Linked DNA regions of Mus musculus: region 2 is linked to region 1. A link is a contact called in public HiChIP or PLAC-seq data. All regions are on one chromosome and are shown on one strand. The core of a region is the stretch at or near the end of the contact, and the rest is flanking DNA. Distances in the headings are between cores, read along the strand shown. Region 1 overlaps Myo15b (myosin XVB). Region 2 overlaps Fbf1 (Fas (TNFRSF6) binding factor 1).

What was found. HiChIP or PLAC-seq counts read pairs in DNA pulled down with a chosen protein or histone mark.
Region 2: a contact with region 1 is called in a FOXA1 HiChIP or PLAC-seq map of pancreatic cancer cells. The contact joins two enhancer-like sites. A contact is called at or near these places in 2 of 39 promoter capture datasets (liver and pre-B cells), 1 of 484 Hi-C or Micro-C datasets (liver), 1 of 115 datasets of contacts at active chromatin or transcription factors (pancreatic cancer cells) and 1 of 9 other capture datasets (liver).

Annotation. Positions count from the first base shown.
Region 1 is chr11:115,867,501-115,870,772 of GRCm38.p6, reverse strand. It overlaps Myo15b (myosin XVB), which reads right to left. Exons shown (of 64, transcript NM_001384233.1): 14 at 1,173-1,298. Among named protein-coding and RNA genes, the nearest start is that of Myo15b, 11 kb to the right of the region's middle. Within about 2 kb of position 1,657, at least 66 of the 459 cell types and tissues checked have an H3K27ac peak or open chromatin away from gene starts, as enhancers often do. A contact at or near this core is called in pancreatic cancer cells, where this site is marked.
Region 2 is chr11:116,144,808-116,148,079 of GRCm38.p6, reverse strand. Fbf1 (Fas (TNFRSF6) binding factor 1) reads left to right here. Exons shown (of 31, transcript NM_172571.3): 23 at 37-176; 24 at 254-372; 25 at 1,254-1,376; 26 at 1,459-1,644; 27 at 2,069-2,245; 28 at 2,320-2,457; 29 at 2,538-2,655. Among named protein-coding and RNA genes, the nearest start is that of Mrpl38, 7.6 kb to the right of the region's middle. Within about 2 kb of position 1,734, at least 68 of the 459 cell types and tissues checked have an H3K27ac peak or open chromatin away from gene starts, as enhancers often do. A contact at or near this core is called in pancreatic cancer cells, where this site is marked.

The sequences.
Region 1 (3,272 bases), core at 408-2,907:
GCCCAAGGCCCAGGTTCTGAGTCCCAGCACTAACCCTAACCCGAGTTCAGCCTAACCCTGAACGGGGCACGGGTGTTACACACAGGTGCTACACACAGGTGTTACACACAGGTGCTACACACAGGTGCTACACACAGGTGTTACACACAGGTGCTACACACAGGTGCTACACACAGGTGTTACACACCTGCAGTCCCACTGCTTGGGGTCGGGGGACGGGGGCAAAAGGATCAGAAATGTGAGGTCATCCCTGGCCACAAAGAAAATTAAAGACTGGATGAGCCAAAATGAGACCCTGTCTCAAAACCTAAAACAAGAGCTAGGGGCGTGGCTCAAGTCTTTAATTGGAGCAAGTTGGGAGGCAGAGACAGGAGGATCTCTGAGTTTGAGACCAGGCAGTAGTGAGATCCAGGACAGCCAGGGATACACAGAGAAACTCTGTCTCAAAAACAAACAAGCAAGCAAACTATAAAACACCAAGGCATAATTTTTAAAAAGATGATGACGACTTGGGGCTGCAGAGGTGGCTCCACAGTTGAGCACTGGCCGCTCTTTTCGAGGATCTGGGTTCGATTCCCAGCACCCACATAGCACATCCCATCCTACACTCACCCCAGCCCCAGAGAATCTGATGCTCTCTGATGGCATCTGAGGGCACCCGGCACACTCATGATGCACAGACTCATGCAGGCAAAACTCTCCTACCCAAAGAGTTTTTAAAACGGGGAGGGACAGATGAGATGTTAAGGGACAGATGAGATGGCTCAGTGGTTAAGAGAGCAAACTGCACAGTAAAATGGGCCAGTAAGACACCTGCTGCTGAGTCTGAGGACCCAAGTTCAAGCCCAGCTAGTCACACCATGGAAGAAGAAAACCAACCCCCAGAAGTTGTCCTCTGACCTCCACATATATACACACACGCACCCTTCCCCCACCTCATTAACTAAAAACAAATGTAAAAAAAAAAAAATCCAGCATGGATGGGAGGGGCTCTCAAGGCCCCATCCTTAGCTAAGGAGCTATTAAAAAATAACACTCAGAAGTGGGTGTGGCCTGAGGCTCTCATGGAGATACGGTGCCACTTCTGGTAGGTGACTCAGCTTGGGAGGGGCAGACACTACGATGACACGGCCTTGATGATTCACCTGCATTCTTTGTCTGAGGGCAGATACCTGGTAGGTGACAGTCCCAGCGTAGTGCCGCACCGTGAAGATTGGCAGGGGCAGCTGAGGCTTGGCGTAGCTGGGGTGGTCACCATGGTGATAGTGGCACTTCTGGAGGAAGGTGTGGTCTGTGGCCTGGTAAGGAAGGAGCCACACTTTCTCAGGTCCTGTACACACTTACTGTTCCCTGAATTCACCCCGTTCCTTCCTGAAGACCGCAGCCCCACACAACCTAGACATGGGGACATTTGTCTCCCCAGATCTCTTCCTCAGACTGAGGGAGTCAGCTTGGCCTGCAGCAGAATCCCTACAGTGTGTTCCCTTCATCCTTTTGAACAGCCAGGTCCTATTTGAGAAGGTCAGGGTCACCTCAGGCCCAGGAGCCACCTCCACCAAGCCCTAGATGTGATATTTCTGAGGAAGTCTGAAGGAGTTAAAGAAGACATAGTTGGAGGCTTTGAGACAGAGGTCAAAACTGTTCCAGCCACACCCTCTCCACAAGCTGTCACAGGTCACTTTAACCTAAGGGGTGGGAAAAAACACTGGCTGTAGCCAGGCGTGGTGGTGCACGCCTTTAATCCCAGCACTTGGGAGGCAGAGGCAGTCGGATTTCTGAGTTCGAGGCCAGCCTGGCCTACAGAGTGAATTCCAGGACAGCCAGGGCTACACAGAGAAACCCTGTCTCGGAAACAAACAAACAAACAAACAAACACTGGCTATTCTGCTAGAGTATCCAGGTTCAGTTCCCAGTCCTTACATGGATGGTGGTTCCCAGTTGTAACTCCAGTCCCAGGGGATCCAATGCCCTTTTCTGGCCTCCCCAGGACCACACATGTTACTCAGACAAATGCAAAAAATCAAAACACCCATATTCGTAAAACAGATTTAAAAAAAAAAATGTGAATCAAGGACTTGAGAAACACCTGTGAGGGGTTTCTCTTATTTGGTTTTGGGGACAGTTCCCTATGATGACCAGGCTGGCTTTGAATTCACACTGATCCCCCTGTCTCTGCACCCAGAACGCTGGGGATTAAAGGCTGGATTAAAGATACCGGGCACCACCATTCCTGGCTGGCTTGAGATACAGTCCCTTTTGGCCGGGCTAGCCTCCAACTCCATATGTAGCTGAGGATGGCCCTCCTCACCTCTACCTCTAGACTGCTGGGACCACGGGTGCACACCCTCTGTCACAATCCCTCCTCAGGGGAAGAGCGGCAATGGCCGCGTCCCAGTGTATGCTCCTGTCTTACCACAGATGCATGGATGAAGCCCTCTCCCCTGGTCTTCCCTGGCCTGCAAATGTTACTTATTCCCCAGGCCACGTGCCGTGAGGGCCAAGATCTTGTGACCCACTCCACTCCTCTGTGGGGGAATGTAAACAATCCACAGTCCACCTGGGGATGAGCTTTTGCAAGGAGGCACAGCTGAACCCCCAAAACTTCATGCTTTGGCTTGGGTTGTTCTGTAGAACAGCATTACCACACCTGATTTTATACCGTGCTGGGGATCGAACCTAGGGCTCTGTGCCCGCTAGGCAAGCCCTCCTCCTCCTGAGCCATATCACCATCCCAGGGTCACTTTATTTTTGGTGTCTACCCTGCAACCTCGGTTCCCATGTAAAGTCTGGGTCCTATACATGTTCCTGTGACTCCACAAAGCTGTCCACCAGGCATCTGGGATTCTTATTTATTTATTTTGGAAAATGGGGTTTCATATACCAGATTAGTCTGGGATGTACTGCCTAGCTCAGCCTGGTCTGTCTGTCCTTCCTTCCTTCCTTCCTTCCTTCCTTCCTTCCTTCCTTTCCTTGTTGTTTTGAGAAAGGGTCTCTCTGTGTATATACTAGAACTTGCTCTATAGACCAGGCTGGCCTTGACATCTCAGAGATCCTCCTGTCTCTGCTTCCCAAATGCTAGGACTAAAGGCGTGTGCCACCATGCCTAGCCTAAGTTTTTTTTTATAAATTAGTTACTTTTTAGATTTATTTCCTTTTTAATGTGTGCATGTGCTTTGCCTGCATGTCTGTATTTGCCCCACATGTGTAGCTGATGGTCACGGAAGTCAGAAGAGGTCATCAGATCTCCTGAAACTGGAGTTATAGTAATGGTT
Region 2 (3,272 bases), core at 485-2,984, 280 kb before region 1:
CTGTCCCTGGGATGAGATGCCCTGACGATCCTCCAGGTCCCTGAATGGCATCATCGAGCAGATGGAGAAGTTTTCCAGCAGCTTGAACACGCTGTCCTCCCGCGTGGAGGCCTCGCACCTTACCACCTCACAGCAACGAGAGCTGGGGATTCGGCAGCAAGATGAGCAATTGCGAGGTAGCCCTCTCTCTCTAACTGGGACCCGTGTGTTGGGAAAGAGGGCAGACAGTGACCACCCCACGTGTTGCCTCCAGCTCTGCAGGAGCGGCTGGGCCGACAGCAGCGAGACATGGAGGAAGAGCGGAACAGGCTACAGGAGGTCATCGGGAAGATGGAAGTACGCCTGAGTGAGCAGAGCCGGCTCCTGGAACAGGTGAGTCTGTCCTAATGTCTATACTTCAGGGCCACCTTGGATGAGCTCAGCCACTCTGCATTTGATCATAGCCAATGGGCCAAGCCCGTGGCCAGCTGTTCTCTGACATCCACTTAAGCACGCAGCGACCTATAGGCCTATTCTTCCTGTCTCTTCCTGCTTCTGTTTTCACTTAACACCAGATGTCAGCTACCTGCCCCAGGGCCATCCTACAGACCCACCCACCAACACTATACTTCCCCTTCCTCAGACCTGACATGAGCTGAAATCTGTGGCTCTGAGATGGACACACTTGCCTACTAAATGTCATTTAGCCCCCATGTGCAAGGATGTTTGACCTCCCTGCAGGTCACTCATAGATGAATTAGGCGTTAGTCTTTTTTTGTTTTGTTTTTATGTGTATGGGTTGCTTTGCCTTCAGAGGCCAGAAAGGGGCATCATATCCTCTGCAGCTAGAGTGACAAATGGTTGTGAGTCACTCTGGGGTGCTGGGAATGGAACCCCGCTCCCCTGAAGAGTTGGAGCTTTTAACTCCAGCCCTGAGGCTCAGTGTTTAAAGAAGACTAAACTTTTCTGAACTTCTGCCCTCGTGCTTACGGAAACTGGCTTCCGCACTTGAGGCTGCTAGGTGATGGGCCAGCCTGGAGCTTTGGGGCAGGGCACTCCTGAACCTTCTCCAAAGTACAGTTTGACCTGAGTACTGGAGCCTCCTGATTCAGAATTGCAGGACTGGACCTGGACAGTACTCCCCAGTGCCTGTCACTTCCCCAGTGCCTGTCACTCCACATTATTTTGGAAATGAGTTTATGACAGCATGAGGGAACAGCCCGGCCTGTTCCCAGAGTGGGGAGTCCGCCCTCAGCCCGGTGCTGGCCTTGCAGGAACGTTGGCGGGTGGCCGCCGAGAAGACTAAGGCAGAGTCAGCCCAGCGCACTCTGGAGGAGCAAAGGAAGATCATGGTCCAGCAGATTGCCATGGAGAGGGAGGAGCTGGAGAGAGCCAAGGTGAGACCAGACCCACCCCCGGCTGCTGAGCCCACCGATCCTGCCCAAGGACACTCACACTGCCCTCGCTGCCCCCACACAGAGCGCCTTGCTGGAGGAGCAGAAGTCAGTCATGAATAAGTGTGGGGAGGAGCGGCGGCGCCTGGCAGCAGAGTGGGCTGAGTATTTCACACAGCAGAAGCTGAGTAAGGAACGGGCGGAGCGTGAGGCTGAGAGGGCGATGCATGCAGACTCCCAGCGGGAGGGCACCATCATCAGCCTGACCAAGGTAGGGCCCAGAGCCCAGGACCGAGCATGCCAGGGTGCCCTGGACTCCCTCCGTCCTGGGAACAAGAGCATAGCTAGGGCACAGCACGAGTCCAGGAACTGGAACCGTGGCCAGCAGCCAGGTTCCTTGCCTTTTCGGAGGCTCTGTGTGCATAGTTCTCTTATTTGCTAACTGGTTCTTTCAGCCTGTTGATTCAGATATTTAAATGAGGAAACTGGTATTCAGGGAAGTTGGACATGACAATTTGTGTGGCTTTGCAGGAGCCTCCAAGCTTGGCCCCAGGCTTCTCTGGTCCATGTCAGAAGTCCCTTGCTCTACTGTCCACTGCTAGAGGTGGGGGAGGGGGACAGGTACCCCAGTGGCTACATAGACTTGGAGTAGCTCTGGATCAGCGACTACAGCAATGACTGCATTCATTCTGCAGGAGCAGGCGGAGCTGACAGTTAGGGCCTGTGAGCTCCGGGCCAAGGAGGAGAAGCTGCTTGCTGAGAGGGAGGCTTTGGAGAGAGAGCGCCAAGAGCTCCGGCTGGAGAAGGACAGGTTACACAAAGCCAGCCTGCGCCTGCAGGCCCGTGCACAGGAGGTGGAACACATGAGTAAGGTGTGCCTCAGCAGGGCTGCTGTGCAAGCCACTGTTGGCTTCCAGCCGGCCCTGACCCAGTGGCCTCCCTGCAGGTAGCCTCCAAGAAATACGAGGAGGGGGAGCAGGCCTTGCAGGAGGCGCAGCAGATGCAGAATGAGCAGCAGGGCCGGCTGCAGGTGGTCCAGCGGCAGCAGGAGTGGCTGCGGCAGCAGGAGCAACGTGTGCACCAGGCAAGGTTCCAGTCCCCGCCCTGCCCCTCAGGCCACCTTCCTCTGCCCCCACTGAGTCCCTCTCCTTGGTGTTGGCACAGGAGCACCTGAGCCTGGCACAGCAGAGGCTGCAGCTGGACCGCGTGCGGCAGGAAGTGCCTGCTAGCCTTCCGGGGCTGCCCCCCAGGGTTCAGGGCCCGGCAGCCTCCAGCCGGGATGGTGAGTGACTCAGTGACTCCAGGAGGACGGGACACAGCCTGGAGCAGGAAGCAGCAGGACCTATTCCACCTGCTCAATTTAGAGGCTGTGGGAAGCTACTGGTTTGGGGTTTTGTTTGAAAATAGGATCTTGCTTTATTGCACAGTCTGGGTTCACACTCAGATCCCCCTGCTTCAGCATCCCACATGCTAGACTGCAGGTGTGTCAGCTGTTGAGCCATCTCTCTACCCCTACCTCCTTTTTCAGGGGAGTTTTTTGTTTGTTTGAGACAGGGACTCACTATGTAGTCCTGGCTGGCCTGGAACTCTCTGTGTAGACCAGGTTGGCCTTGAAGTCACAGAGATTCTCCTGCCTCTGCCTCTTCCTGAGTGCGAGGACTAATGAATGAGTCACCATTTCTTTCTGTTGTTTGTTTTTGTTTCTTTGGCATCTTAGCTTGAAAACCAGGCAGGCCTTGAACTCAAGAGGCCTGTTGCCTCTGCCACCCTGTGCTGGGATTACAGGTGTGCTCTGCCACCACAGGCTCCAAGTCTCCTCTCTTCCTTTCACTTTTGGGTGGGTTATGCACCCATGCATACATGGAGCCCACAGGAGGCTCCTGGGTGTCCTGCTCTAGC